Linked DNA regions of Ovis aries: region 2 is linked to region 1. The links are chromatin contacts, called in public Hi-C maps. All regions are on one chromosome and are shown on one strand. Each heading gives the region's core, a stretch centred on a gene start, on an enhancer-like site or on the middle of the called end of the contact. The rest is flanking DNA. Distances are from core to core; before and after follow the strand shown.

The links. Hi-C and Micro-C count contacts between places; a contact is called where the count stands out from the background.
Region 2: a contact with region 1 is called in a Hi-C map of hypothalamus, with 2.3 times the contacts expected there. The contact joins the enhancer-like site here to the promoter of ZBTB16 in region 1. A contact is called at or near these places in 2 of 16 Hi-C or Micro-C datasets (hypothalamus and tail adipose tissue).

Annotation. Positions count from the first base shown.
Region 1 is chr15:24,302,155-24,309,561 of ARS-UI_Ramb_v3.0, forward strand. ZBTB16 (zinc finger and BTB domain containing 16) reads left to right here and starts at 2,078. Exons shown (of 7, transcript XM_027979221.2): 1 at 2,078-2,320; 2 at 5,636-6,993. The coding sequence starts at 5,726.
Region 2 is chr15:24,368,950-24,376,892 of ARS-UI_Ramb_v3.0, forward strand. All of the region lies in intron 2 of ZBTB16 (zinc finger and BTB domain containing 16), which reads left to right. Among named protein-coding and RNA genes, the nearest start is that of ZBTB16, 69 kb to the left of the region's middle. Within about 2 kb of position 6,607, at least 9 of the 54 cell types and tissues checked have an H3K27ac peak or open chromatin away from gene starts, as enhancers often do. A contact at or near this core is called in hypothalamus, where this site is marked.

The DNA.
Region 1 (7,407 bases), core at 828-3,327:
AGGACTGAACCTGGGTCTCCTGCACTGCAGGCAGATTCTTTCCGGTCTGAGCCAACCAGAAACCCCTATAGTTACCTGTCGTCCTCGTGGTCCTGTCGTCCTCGTCGTCCTCAAGTCACTCAGTCGAGTCCGACTCTTTGCGACCCCATGGACTGTAGCCTGCCAGGCTCCTCCCTCCATGGGATTCTCCAGGCAAGAGTACTGGAGTGGGTTGCCATTTCCTTGTCCAGGGGATCTTCCCAACTCAGGGATCGAGCCGGGTCTCCTGCATTCCAGGCAGATGCTTTAACCTCTGAGCCATTTGTACGACACAGTAAATCCTTGTTGTTTATCACACCAGTTCTTTCTCAACTTTCCTTAAATTTCTTTCCTCTTACAGACTGTAGATCTTAGCTAGAAAAGTAGCCCTATCATAGACTGCTCTTTATTGTTCATCAGAATACCCAGGGACTGGGTTTTCCCTGGCATCCGTCAGACACTGCGGTGTAACTAACTCCCTTTCTTCACTTTCAAGTGGCTTCTCTCCCCCGACTCCTGCAGGCAGGTCTGAGCACTTTTCCTGCGAGGAGACAAGGACGGGCTTGCTGGGATGGAGCTGCCTGTTCTCGGGTCTGGTCCGTTAGCAGCTCTTGTGAACTCGGCTCAGTTCTGATGGAAACTCTGGCCAGCTGGCCTTGCCAGGCCGGAAGTGGATTTTTGCCTCTAGCGGGCTTCTGCCATCTTCCAAGACGCTTTAATTCTTGGGGCCTGACCCTCGGTTTGGGGCAGTGCCAGAGGGCGCATCGGGATACACTCATGCGTGTCTGGTGGGAAGCCTTTGACCCACCCCCTTGTCAGGGACAGGGTGGGGACTCCAGATTCCGTGATTGAAGCCCCGCATTGCGAAGATTGTATGACCTCCAGGGACGACTGTCTGGAGACCCAGCGAGGGCGCTCTCCACCACTACCCTCACCCTAGCCGGAAGTCAAGGTGTGTGCCCAGAAGAAGGGCGTTTTCCACCTCTCGCCCACCACCTTCGCCAAGTTCCAAGGAAAGGGTGAAGATGGGGGCTCTCCGCAGCCCGCGGAAGGGCGCATGTCTTCTGGTTGCTCTAGGGATTCCTGACCTCAGCTCCGCCCTCTAAAGTGGAGCGATCAGCAGAGAGGAGGCACTTTGGGGAGCCTGGAGCTTCTCCAGGCTCTCACTCGCCGCCCCCTGAAGACTTTGTCCCGAACTGAGCTCAGTTCTTGCGGAATTGCTTCCAGCCAAGGTTCCCTGGGGGCCGGGGGCGGGGGGAAGGGGGGCGGCGGCGCAAAGGGCGGGGGGGAAGTTTAGCGGATGCTCAAGACTGGCAAGAAGTTTCCCTCGCGCCTCGATCTTGGCCTCCAGGGGTCGCGACAGCTAAAATGGGGGCGTCTCCCCTCGACGACAGATCCCCGCGGGAGCCTCTGGCACTCGGTTCCCCTGGGCCCGCGAACTCTGCGCCTGGAGGCGAATCGCAGTCTGGATGCTCAGAAGGCCTGGAGGCCCCAAAGCGCTGGGCTTGGGTACCATGAAAACGAGCTTCTAAAGACGACGGCGGGGTCGAGGGGTGCCGTCCCGAGCCCCGAGAAAAAAGTGAAAGGCGAGATGACACGCACTCATGGGGCAAACGTTGGGAGAACAAAATTCTGAGCCTGGAAGCAGCAGGGAAACACAAAACCTGTTCCCACTGGAGATTAAAATTCTGGGGGTTGAAGATGGGGGCAGCTCCTCGCCCCTCATCTCCACTGCCCCCACTGAGACGCCCAAATCCCTGGTGCGCCTCTCCACGAGCTCCTCCTCTCCTCTCCGCCTGGCCGGTGAGCGGCGGCCGCCAGCGCCCCAGCAGCAGCTAGATGTCAGGCGAAGCCCGGCGCGCGGCGCGCGGGGAAGGGAGGGGGACTGCAGGGGAGGGGAGGGGTGGGGCGGAGAGCGCGCGCGGGCTCGGCCAGTGCGGGGGGGTGGGCGGGCTGAGCCGGGGAACGGCGCGGGAGGGGGGAGGGAAGGGGGGCAGCTGTGGGCAGGGAGCCGGGCTCGGCCGCCAGCACTAAAGATGGAGAGGCGCCGGGGCCTCGCAGGGGAGGGGGCTCGGCGTTGACGTGGGACGCGGCGGAGGCGCCGCAGCCGGTGGTGATTTGCTAACCTCGCAGCACAGAGGAGTTGAGGGCGATGAGAGCGGGTACTGCGAACTGCCGGGCGATGCCGCCGCTACCGCCGTGATACCGAGAGCAACAGTTCCCCAGCAACACCCCTCCCAGACAGAGGCACACACCCCCAAGAGGCACGCACACCCACCCCACGGCACCCGGCTCGGCAGCGGTGAGTTGGAGGCCAGGGAGAGGCGCACTGCCCAGAGATAGCTCTGCGCCCAGGCACCCCAGGGCTGGAGAGGTCTGGGGGGGGGGGGGGGCGCGCTCGCTTCGGCCACTCGACCGCTGGGCTTCTGCCTTATTTTATTCGGCTTGTTCCCTTCCTGCTGCTGCAGCCGTCGCCGCCGGCGGTTGGGGGTCGGCTGGAAGGGGGAGCCCTGGCTGTCAGCTTGGGCGCAGTTGCCTCCCCAACCTTTCCACTCCAGGGCACAGTCGGGGTGAGAAGTGGGGGCCAGAGCGGTCTGCGGGGCCGGGGGTCACAAGCGCAGGGCTGGGAATAGGAGGCTTTGTACCACCAGGGGCCGGCGGAGGAGCCGGGAGCCTGTGGGTGCTCATATGTATGCCGACCGGTGCGCGGGCGCGAGATAGGGCTGTGGTTTATTTGTGTGTTTATTCTCCCGCCAGCTGGGAAGCTAGGATCGGAGGAGTGGTTTTGGGGGCGGAGGGGAGCCGGACTGGGAGTCACTTGGGTTTTGTTTCTCTTTGGAAAACGTGGTGGGCTCCTTTTTCTTGATTGGACTTGATCCCCCCGGTTTTGGGGGGGAGGGGCTCCGTGGTGGAGCGCTGGAGTGTCTCCAGCGCTCCGGGCCCTCCTCGGCTCTCGGCGGGACCGGCTGTGGCGCCGGAGCTCGCTGTGCGCTCCCGGCCGCGCTCGGTGGGTGCTCCGCTCTGCACCTGATGCGTTCGGGATGCCTTTCCCACCCCTGCGCGCCGGCAGCTCGCTCTCACAGCCCCTCGAACACTCCCGCACGCGCTCGAAATGCGCACGATCTCGCCGGCCCGCGGACCCGCTGGAACGCACAGACGCGCTCAGCACCGACTCGCTGGCCGCTCCCCGGAACGCTCGCAACGTGCCTGGGCCGGGCGCGCCTGCTGCTGGCGCCACCCGCCCGAGGCCGGGGACCTTGTCCGCCGCTCGCGGGGATCCCCGCCCTGGGTTGGAGAGAGAGGGCCCTCAGATCCCTTCTCGCCTTTCCTCCCACAACTCGTCGGGCTTTTGTGCTTCCCCTTCGCCTCAAGGCGAGTCCGCCTTCTCGCCTCTCTCGCCCCAGCATTCGGCCCGCCTGAACTCTTGCCTTTCGCCCGGGTCTCTTTCGCTTTTCTTCTTTCCTAACCCAGCTCCCTTTCTCGTTGCCATCTGGTTTCCCCGGAAAAGTTGCTTCCCCAAGTTTGCTGAAGTCGTCTCCAAGTCTCCGGAGGGGGTGGCTGGAAACGGGGTGGGGGGTGAGGGGCGGGAAGGTGTGAGCGCGCGATCGATCCCCGGAGCTCGAGCTGGTTAGCGCTGGCTTTCCGCCGTGACGAGGGGCACGGCGCTGCAGCCAGCACCAGCCGGCTCCCGGGCGCCGAGCCTCGGGTTTCGGGGACGGCTGATCAGGGCACCCTGATTTCCTTCAGGACCCACGGTGCTTGCTTTGGGGAAGGAATTCGGGTAGACTAGCTTCCATTCTTTCGATTCCTACCTCCTAGTTCTCTGAAACCCAAAGTCTGCGGGGAAAGCGCATGGTGGCAAGGCGCTTGTGAATGGTCACCCCCCCCCCCCCATGGCCTCCGTTCTCACCCCAGGGTGGGGAGCAGAAGTGTCTTCTTGATTGACTGCCCTGTTAACCCTTTCTAAGTAAGATTTGTGGCCTGGAGTCAATAGGGTTCCCTTTGGGGGCGGAGGCCAGCAGTGTTCCAAGAGGAAGAGCCCTTGCTCTGCGTTGCTCCCAATTGATTTCACAGCAATATTGGCCACAGCAAGGCCGAGGCTGGGAGGGACTTGGGCCTGTGAGATCTTTCAGACACGCTTTAGACAGGTTTGGGAGACCCAGAGCCCTGTTACTGATCGCAAAGAGCACTTGGAGAGAGGCCTTTGTCTCCAGCTCAATCTTCCCTTCATGCTGGTAACTCACACCATAGATGCTGGTGCCAATATCACCTCTCACCCCTTGGAGCCAGGTGTAGCAGTCCAGCATCAATTCCTCTTTGGGTCATGGGACTTGCCCACTCCCGGGAGCCTGTGGGAGATCCTGGGGGTTTGTGTTCCCAGCACATGCACTCCTGGCTTTAGGGGTACCTGTTTTCTAGGATCTCTCTGTAGGCCCTTCAATCCCTAGCCTGCATATTACAGGTCCTCCTCACTACTGGGCACTTGTGGGCAGGAGATAAGTGCAGCACATTATATAAGTGTGGCACGTAATGTAAGTGTGGACACGTGTGCTTGGGACTTCCCAGGTAGTGCAGTGGTAAAGAATCACCTGTTAATGCAGGAGATGCAGGAGACGTGGGTTCAACCCCTGGGTGGGGAAGATCCGCTGGAGGAGGAAATGGCAACACACTCCAGTAGTCTTGTCTGGAAAACTCCGTGGTCAGGAGCCCGGCAGGCTACAGTCATGGGGTCACAAAGAGTTGGACACGACTGAGCATGCACGCACGCACGTGTGTTAACTGTTTCTGTTTCTTTGGCTGGTGCACGCACATACATGCACACTACACAGCTGAGGTTTTGGATTACTTATACAGTCACTTTGAGGTACCCATGATTGGGAGTGAGCCAAGCTAGTTCATAGACTATGTGTGTGTATTTCTCTTAGGGCTTAAGGAGAGGGTCAGGGCGTGGGTTCATCAGCCATTGGCAACCCTGAGAAGAGTGGAAGGGTAGAAACCCAGGAAGGCATTAACTGAGAGTGAAAAGGTGGGCTGGAGGAGGAGAACCTTGCCTGTAGATTTCTTTGAGCTGCTACTCTAGGCTGCTAGCCCCAGCTTGGCTAGGTGTTGTTCCTGGGGCTACCACAATGAGGCAGGATTTAGAGAAACTTTGTTTTGAAGATGAGATTTGCTGCACAGGGGGTTGAAAGTGAAGTTGAGTGCTTACACTGACTAGAAGAGGGGGTTAAATTCTTACTCATTTAAGTTAAGCACTGGGCATCTTCTCACAATCAATGTTGACTTTGCACAGGAGCCCCCCACGCTCAGATTTAAAGCTCAGGACTCACAAGACTCCACAGTAATTTTCATTTTACTTCTTCTAACAGATGTCATAGACCAGTGAATTAGGCCTGTGTTATACAGCAGAACCTTCTCTTTACTCCCATCATTCTTGGGCCTGTAAAGGCAGTCATGTAGATTTCTAGGAAGCCCTTCCCCCCTGTTAAAATCTCCAGGACTGTCTTGCTGCAGGTTTGGGGCAGGGGCTATTGATTGAATTCTTACTTTTAGGGACAGTAACTAATCTATCTTTTGTTCTTGCATCTCTTTTGCCTCTTTCCTCATTTCTCCCCTCTAGCCCTTGCCATTGGCCCAGGAAACGCACCCTGCCCCGCCACGCAGAGCCAGGAAGGAAAGAGAGCCTCATGCCTAAGCCTCGGGGAGCACCATGGATCTGACAAAGATGGGCATGATCCAGCTGCAGAACCCTAGCCACCCCACGGGGCTCCTGTGCAAGGCCAACCAGATGCGGCTGGCCGGGACGCTGTGCGATGTGGTCATCATGGTGGACAGCCAGGAGTTCCACGCCCACCGGACTGTGCTGGCCTGCACCAGCAAGATGTTTGAGATCCTCTTCCACCGCAACAGCCAGCACTATACTTTGGACTTCCTGTCTCCCAAGACCTTCCAGCAGATTCTGGAGTATGCATACACGGCCACGCTGCAAGCCAAGGCGGAGGACCTGGATGACCTGCTGTACGCTGCCGAGATCCTGGAGATCGAGTACCTGGAGGAGCAGTGCCTGAAGATCCTGGAGACCATCCAGGCCTCAGATGACAACGACACGGAGGCCACCATGGCGGAGGGCGGGGCCGAGGAGGAAGAGGACCGCAAGGCGCGATACCTGAAGAACATCTTCATCTCGAAGCATTCCAGCGAGGAGAGTGGCTATGCCAGTGTGGCGGCCCAGAGCCTCCCTGGGCCCATGGTGGACCAGAGCCCTTCCGTCTCCACCTCATTTGGCCTTTCCGCCATGAGTCCCACCAAGGCGGCAGTGGACAGTCTGATGACCATAGGACAGTCTCTCCTGCAGGGGGCTCTTCAGCCGCCCGCCGGGCCCGAGGAGCCGACCCTGGCCGGGGGTGGGCGGCACCCTGCGGTGGCTGAGGTGAAGCCGGAGATGATGCAAGTGGATGAGGTGCCCGGCCAGGAAAGCCCTGGGACCGCGGAGTCTAGCATCTCAGCTGGGATGGGGGACAAGGTGGAAGAAAGGGGCAAAGAAGGGCCCGGAACCCCTACTCGGAGCAGCGTCATCACCAGCGCCAGGGAGCTGCACTACGGACGTGAGGAGAGTGCTGAGCAGCTGCCGCCTCCGGTCGAGGCCGGCCAGGGCCCCCCCGGCCGACTGGAGCCCCCTGCGCCCCCAGCTGAGAAGCACCTGGGACTCTACTCCGTGTTGCCCAACCACAAGGCCGATGCCGTGCTCAGCATGCCGTCCTCGGTGACCTCGGGCCTCCACGTGCAGCCCGCCCTGGCTGTCTCCATGGACTTCAGCACCTACGGGGGTCTGCTGCCCCAGGGCTTCATCCAGCGGGAGCTGTTCAGCAAGCTGGGGGAGCTGGCTGTGGGCATGAAGGCCGAGAGCCGCACTGTCGGGGAGCAGTGCAGTGTATGTGGCGTGGAGCTTCCTGACAACGAGGCCGTGGAGCAGCACAGGTAGGCCCCTCTGCGCCCGTCACCCCCTCCCGGAATTTCTGGCCTCCGCCCCGCCTTCGTTCCCAGCTGTCCCCTAGTCCTGGGGCCTGGCTCCCTTGTTCTCTTTGCTATTTGTGAAAAAAATCCCTGGAAAGATCACTTTCCAGGTCTGTTGAGAGACCTTGGGGTCTTTCCTGAACATGGGGGAACTTAGGCGCCCAGTTCCTTTAAAAAAAATTTTTTTTTCGATTTTTATTTTATCAATTTTTAGATCACGTCAAGTGGCTTACAGAATCTTAGTTCCCTGACCGAGGATTGAACGTCTGCCTTCAGTAGTAGGACTGCCAGGGAATTCCTTTCGCCCAGTCTTCACTAAGCTCTTTGCGTTCTTTTTGCATCTGGGCTCCTGATTTGCTTTTCCTGCTGCTGAGTCTT
Region 2 (7,943 bases), core at 5,357-7,856, 71 kb after region 1:
ATGACCACCCCAGTGCAGAGTGCGGCTCGAGCGGCCGTGGCGGAGGGGGGTCGTGAGTGAGAGGGAGGCTGTGTCTCTTGTCCTCAGGGAGCTTGCACGTGTCTGGGGGAGTGTTCAGGCTCATCCAGAGCCCAGGGGGTGGCCAAGGGGAGGGGACTGCAAGGCTCTAACCCTTGCTGACCGTGCTCTGCGCCAGGCGCAAGTCCTGAACCTTCTGCCTCCCCATCTGCCTATTTCCCTTGAAAACTTTGTTCCAGTTAAAAAAAAAAAAAAAAAAAAAAACAGGAACCACGTACACTTTTTTTTAAGAAAATGAAGCAATACAAAGATATATAAAGAGCTCTTCCCCTAAGGAAACCTAATCTGTGTTTTATTTTTATGAAATAATTTCAAACTTACAGACGAGTTTCAAGAATGACACAGAGAACTTGCATATCGCCTGTTCCAATTTGGAGTTTACCGGTTTTTAACTTCTTGCCCCTGGGTTTCTTTCCTGATCTCATGCTTTTGGCAGCTGGAGGTAGGTGGGATTACTGTTTCTGGACGTGAGGAAGCCATGGCCCAAAGTCATTGAGCAATGCCCCCAAGGTCGCATAGCTGTCAGGTGGCAGTGCCAGGATTCCCACCATTCCCCTGTGATGTCACCCGTGTTTTCATTTTTGCCGCTCAGGCAAGACTGCAGAAAGTGGACCCATTTGCTTTGCAGGAAGGAGATGGTAGGGAAGTAGGAGGTGAAAAACCCCCGCCTTCCTTGGTCCTCCGCAGACCAGTGGCCTCTGCTCCCCTGTTCTGGTTTTGGGTGATGGGAAGGGTGCAGGGTGCACATTGCTGAAGTGGCTCCTTGCTTTGAGCCCTTTGGGCTTCAGACGGCTAAATGAGGTCTTTCAGGGCCAAACCTGAAATCAAGGAAGTTCACTCCACAAATGCATTTGTTTCTCATGAAGAAGTAACAGAAGAACAGAATGAACGAGGTATCCCTTTTCATGGAGAGGTTTTGCCATTGCCTTTGGGCTGGACCTGGGATCACACAAACACTTGTCCTTTGGGTGAAAGGAGAGGACCGCAGTGCGTGTCCGTCCCACCCCCCCGCTGCCCTCACAGTGAGATGGAAAGCTTGCTCAGGCTGCACCCCCAGCTTCTGCCGTTTCTAGGATCTTTCTGGCTCCGAACTGGTGCTTCTGTGAGGTCTCGTGGACTCCCTCCCTTCTGCCCGGGTGTGGATGGTGTCTTCATCTAACGCTAGCTCTGCCCCAGCTGCTCTTAAAGCGAGGTGAATCCACTGCTCTGCCCCGAAATCCCTAGAAGGGGGCCACAAACCGGCAGCCTCGTGACTCTAGCCTCCTTGGTCCGGTATCCACGCGGAGTTTTCCTGGCAGCTGTCCCCCTGGCCTCGCTCCTCCCCACGGGGACAGGTCAGGTTACTGGGGTGGTGGCCGTGGGTGTCAACATAGGTCTTTGCAGGGTCAGGGCCTTCTCAGGATGAGGGCCGGCCGACTCAGCTGGGTCCTGTGTGGATGGTCCCAGAAACTTGCCCACAGAGCAGGAAGTGAGGCCCTTCCTGTCTGAATCAGAGAGCTCAGTGTTATTGCTGAGAGTGGTCCCAGCTTTGTCTTTGTCAAGAGTGGGGTTGCAGGATTTCCCTGGTGGTCTGGTGTCTCAAGCCTCTGTGTTCCCAGTGCAGGGAGCCCAGGTTTGATCCCTGGTCAGAGAACTAGATGCCGCATGCCACAACAAGACCTGGCACAGCCAAAAAAAAAAAAAAAAAGTGGGGATGTGCCCCTGCGCTGCAGTTAGCATGGGAATGAGAGCTGGGGCAGTGGGCAGACACTCCTGCCTTGGTGGGGGGAGGGTCTGAGAGCTCATACCCCAGAGATGTTCACAGACGAGAGCAGGCCCTCTGTGTGTCCTTGGCAGAAGCAGGGAAGCCACTCCCGGCCCATCAGTGCCTGTGCCTGTGAGAGGCTGCCATAGTCTCTCCACCTTCCAGTCTGCAGCAGAGTCCCGGCTCCACGAAACCACACTCACTTACTTTACCACCAGCTGTGGCACCCTCCACGGTTCCGGGTATGACAGCTTCCTCTCCCCCAGTGGGTCGTAAGCATCCCAAAGGCCGAGACCTTGTCTCTCTGATTCTGGTAGGACAGAGGTGGGGAGTGCTGGCTCTTGGGCCCCTCCTGGGCTCCTGGCTCTGGGTTGCACTGCGTTTGCTTCCCTGCCTGCTTCCCTGCAACCCCCCACCTGGCAGTCGCGCACCCTGGTGACAGCAGCGTCTTCCCGGGGTCAGGGCCTTCTCGGGATGAGAGGATGTTGATGTGTTCTCCTGGTGCAGCTCCTCTCATGAGCATGCCTGCCCGAATGCAGGAATTCATTCCTCCTCCACTGCAGCCCATAGATCACGGGGTTCTCAGGGTGACCCGTTGACCCACCTGTGCTGGAAGCCTACGGGGCAGGTGTTAAAGCCCTTTGGTCCACAGGGATGGCCTGGACTCAGAACCCTGGATCGTGAGTAGAAATCTGTATTCATCGTAAGTTCCCCACGGACTGGAGTTAGAGAACGGCGGGAGTGGTCTGAAGCCTCCACACCCTGCCCCTGTCATCACAGACACAGACAGACAGATAGGTATGTGGGTGGCTGGGTGGCACTGCCTGAGTATGGGATCGGGAGGGTTCTTCAGTCGGACTCATGTCAGGGATTAGAGGAAGGAAGGGTCGGAAAGGGGGATCTCAGGATGGGGTTCTTTGGGGTTGCTGGGGAGCCAGGAGGGCTCAGGGAGGGGCCTGTTCCATCCCTGCAGAAGTCTGGAGCTGCCACCCACGTGTCCACCCCTTGGACATACAGAAGTCTGATTCTCTCATCAGGTGTCACGGCGCCCCCTGCCCTGGGGCCGTCCTGAAGTGGGGTTGGGGAAGGGTTATGTGATTAATCTTGAGCCCTGGACGAGGCAGCTGAGCACATGTCTTAGAGTTGCAGAATCTCTTTGCTGTCACCTCTCTATAAAGCCTGGAGACTAGATGCTGAGGGTCCTCCCTTCACCCCCTGCCTCTTGACTATCACTAGTGATGTGAGGCAAGTTAATAAAGATCCGACTGCAAGGGTGCAGGACTGGGACTCATACCTGCCTGGATCTAAGCCTTTCTTGCTTAGTTCTCGTAGGACTGTGGACAATTTCTTTCCCTTTCTGGGAGCTTAATTTCTTGTCCCCTGTTCCCACCCCATCAGGCCTCTTGCTTTTTTAGCTCAGTGTGTCCATGGCTGCAGCAAGGAGTGAGACACTTCTAGAGCCGCACGCCTTTCTTAGGAAGGCTGGAGGATCCCGAGATGTTAGTGATTTGGAGGCACGGTGCTCCTGCGAGCTGTGGCATCAGCTTGCCCTCATGCCTGCCCTATGCATGGAACACCCAGAAACACCTCTTTGGGGGTAGGGGAGGGCAGTCCCTCCCAGGCCGAGGCCGGGCAGTCTGCAGCTTAGCTTGTGCTTGTCTTATCAGCAGGCAAGCTGGATGCTCAGACCCCCAGTTGCTTCTGCAGAGGCCATGAATGGTGACTGAGCCCTGGTTCTGGGAAGGGGGCACACCATCCACAAGGTCACAGTGGGAGGGATGAAGATGCCAGCCTCTGGACTCAGATAGTTCTGGCTTTGAGTCTCGGCTCCAATGCTTTTAGCTGAGGAATCTCAGGCAGATAAGTCAAACTCCTGACCCTTAGTTTTCTCACCTATGAAAAGGGAGGAAGGTACAGCAGCTAGTTCCTAGGGTATGAGATCTTATGAGGGTTTGGTGAGGTGAAGCCATGAAACCCTTCTTAGCGCCTGGCCCACAGTCAGCCTTCAGTGAGGGTTAGCAGCAGTTGGGACCCTGGGTGTGTTCCCGAGACACTCATGAGCTTGTAACATGAAGCTCAGTTCCTCAAGAATAATGAGCATCTGGTTTGGGGTTCTGGCCAGTAGAACCTTGGGCTGCTTTAGAAGTCGCCTGAGTTAGTGCAGTTTGCCTTCCCCAGGAAGGGGCACGCACCTGCCGTCTGCCCTTGATGTGCCATTTGCCCTCTACTGGTGCCGAGAATCTGTCCCGCAGCCTTGACTTTGAGCCTGGGGTCTGCTCGGGAGGTGGTGCGCTGCACCCCCCAGCCCGTTTGGACCCCGTCCGCCCGTACCGTTCACACTGCGGCTCCGGGACCGCTCACGTCTCTCTTCTTTACTTCACTTTGAAGAGAGTCAGCAAAATCCTTATTTCCATAAGCATTTTTCTGGCTGTAAAAAGCTGAATCCCAAACCTGTTATTATAGCTGTTCATGCTATTTTAATCTGCTCTGTTTAGAGGTAAGAGGGTAGCAGTGACTCTGCAATTACCGAGTACATTTGATCCAGGGCGCAGCTACCGGAGCCGGCGGAGAGAGCCCTCCGAGTGGGATGGTGCCGTGTGTGGCAAATCACTTTCAAATTTACTAAAAATATGCCCCTTTGCAGCCATGCAGATATCATAATTTTCCTCCCTGAGGCTTATTGAAATTCCTCTTCGCTTCCTGCCATTCGCTCGTGCCCAGCACGTGTCCCGTGGCCCTCCTGCCTGCTCCCTTTCATTCTTTGTCTTGGCCCTCTTGGCCAGATCCTGTCTGGTCTCCCTCGCCCACCCCCCACCCCTACCCTCCCACCTGCTTTTTCTTCCTCCCTCTTCATTTCCTGCTCACAAATATTTTATATTCTACTGACTGGCACACCCATAAAATCATCTGCGTTTGCCACGGTCAGAAGAAAAATTACTCAGAATTCTAAATCTCCCAACTATTTCACATTTAAACAAGCTGGCCCCGGCGCTGCGCCTCCTCCATACAGTAATTGTTGCATCCCCAGGCTCCCTGTTCTATCTCTGTTCCTATTTCATTCACTTTTCTATTTGCAGCCGGAGCGGCGTGTGGGGCCGCCCCCCTCCTGCAGCCGGCTTTCTAGCCAGTGACCTTGGCCTTCCCGAGGGCTGCACGGTAAATGAAATGTGGCATTGCCACATGTATCTTGATAAAATATATCAGTGGATGAATTGATTTTCATATTGATTTCCTCGGACGAGCAAGGTGTGTGTGGAAATCATGTCTCTTAACAGTAGTCCTGGAGAGAGGCAGGATGCTGCAGAAAAGGCAGGCCTTGTTTTTCTCTCACTTACGAAAAGTTTCTGCTTGTTAGCTTGGGAGAGAGGCCTCTTGGCTTTGTCAGCTCACCCTCTTTGTGGAGGGGAAAAGTAAATGTCACCAGGGCGTGGCCGGATCCCAGAGAGAACCGTGCTGTCTTAGTGACTGCCTGGGTCTTTGGGGTGAGCAAGCATCTGGATGTCCCCAGTTCGTTTGTCTCTGAAGAGAGCTGAGTAACTGTCCAGCCCTATCGGAGGCCCAGCAGGATGGAAGGTCTTGGATGGGCCGATGGATTTGTATGTGATCTTTATACTTGCCCCCCCCCCCCGGCCACTTCCGCTTTCATTTGTCAAGTTAGTTGAGATGTGGCCCTTTTGAATCCAGGACTGACTCTGTGACCCAAAGGAGCCATGAGGTTGTGCTGGACCAGGTGTGATTCATATGTGTCAGCATCAGTGCATGGGCATGCATTCACACAGTGCGTGGGTGTGCGCTTTCACGTATATGCATATAGAGAGCTGTGTGAGCCTTGTGTTGGGGCTGAGTGTGAACTCAGATAGACAGCAGTCTCCAGGCTTGCAGTGGCTTTTACTAGTGAGCCCTGGACACCCGAGAGGACAGTATCCAGTGAGGTGATCAAAACTTCATTTTCTCTTCTCTGCAGTTGCCTTCCCAATTCTTGCTCCTAAATAAAATAGATGCGTTCAGCCCCCTATTCGATCCTAGAAGTGAGCTGGTAGTTGAATCCTTTTCTGAGGCTAAATAAGCGTAGCTTAAGGTGATTCTGTGTGTGCATGTGTACACTTATGTAATAAAACAAGAGTTAACTGGAATATTTCGGGATGAAGCTGTTTTTTGGCTAACTGAGGCTTAACTAGAAAATCCTTTGGGTATGAGCTCTGCGGAAGTGCTTTGCAAAACTGAAGTAGTACATTTTCTTTGTAAGTACCATGTAGTGAGATATTTAAATCCTTTGACAGCGTATGAGAGCTAGCCTTTGGCTATTACCTATGATTGTACATGTCATGTGGAACATGTAGAACTGGTTTGAATTAATATGTACTCCAAGAAGGTGGTTCCTACCCAGGGACAATTTTGTCTCCCAGGGCACACCAGGCAACGTGTGGAGATATTTTTGGTTCTCGAAACTGAGGGAAGCTGTTACTGGTATGTAAGTGGGTAGAGATCATGGCCACTTCTGAGCTCCCTACAACCATCAGGGCAGTCTTCCTCCTCACCCCCACTCCGTAAATACAAGTAATTGTTTGGTCTAAAATGTCCATAATGCTGAGATTGAGAGGTGCCAGTTTAAGATACATCTTTGAACACTTTTGTCCAAAAGGTCTTACTGACTTGCACACAAAATATTTTGTTTTCATGGGTCTGGTTTTTCCGAAGAATCAGGTGCTGGAAATGTACTGAATTATTGAAGCCTCTAATTCATTGACATTTATTGTTCTGCAGAACAAATAGGGAAGCCTGCCAGTTTGCAGATAGGCAGGCCTGTCCCCAGATGGCCCATCAGTGAATGCCCAGATTCATTGAATCATTTAGGACCATTAAAAACCATTAGGGCCACACTAGCTTTAGATTGAGCTAAGCAGAATAAATAATCCCTGAGGAGGCCACAGTTTACCCCTTTCTCTTTGTCTTTACGACCCGATCTAAATTCTCAGAGACTTTCCAGAACTTTCTGTTGAGGCAGAATTTGTTATACTTATTGCAGGTCACGGATGGTCTGGCCTTGGAACACATTAAAGTGCTTCTGGAGTAGGCAGACATGTTCATTGGTTTTGAATGGCCCCGAGCGAGCCTTTGGCGGTGTCTGTCTGCTCTGGGTTTGGTGGGTGTACCCAAGGGCGAATGATGGGGATTTCGCATACTCTGCATCTTTGACTCTCTGAGGACGTCCCTGGAAGTCAGTGGATTCATATACTAAAAAAGTCTTTTGAGCAAAATCCAACTGGTTTGGGGGAGTTAGGAAGACTGGGGCCTGTCTTACTAGAATAAATTTATTTACTGTGAACTTAAGCTCAACTCAAACTTCAGTGTCAAATGCTCTGAAATTGTTACATGTCATTTTATTAAGCCACACCCTTTATGTCTAGAATGCTGTAAGGATCTAGTTAAATGAAGTCTGTGTGTCGTATGTATGGTGAATGCGAATGAGTAGTTGAAGAAAAGATGTTTATCGCTTGGTTTAATGTGCAATTTACCAGTCCATGGCAACCTCTGGCAGGGGTTCATTATTTCATATGGGAAAAGTTGTCCCTGTAAGACACAGGGGGTGAAGTCATGCAGCCGAAGCATGGGGTCATCAAGTGGAATTTTTAGAGATCTGCCTTCCAGTGTCCATCAGAAGGGGTGACTGCAGGAAAGAGGGCTGGAGGTGGAGCCAGGTGCCCTGCATCTCATCAGGGTTTGCTACCTTCTAGCTGTGTGACCTTGGATAAGTTGCTTAACCTCCCCGAGGCTCATAGAGAAAACAGCACCCATGCTGCTCTGTGTAGGCTTGTTTGGAGGGATCAACGGATGGGAAAGCACTCTGTAAATTACAAAGAGCTGAGTAAACATCAGGCATTTGGGACATTGTTCCGTTGTTAAGCAAGAGCAGTGCCGTTTTTAACCCAGGTTTTCAGTACATCCCAAGCATTTTTTTGTGAGAAGAGTCCAGGCTTCTCTGCACATACTTCTTTAAGGAGGATGGGTACCACGGATCTCTCCATCTGACGTGTTCTAGCTGAGATGCTCATTGGAATCGTGGATGTACTTGGGGTCTTTCTCATTCCAGTGCATCCTCTGTGGGGGGCTAGCTGTGTCT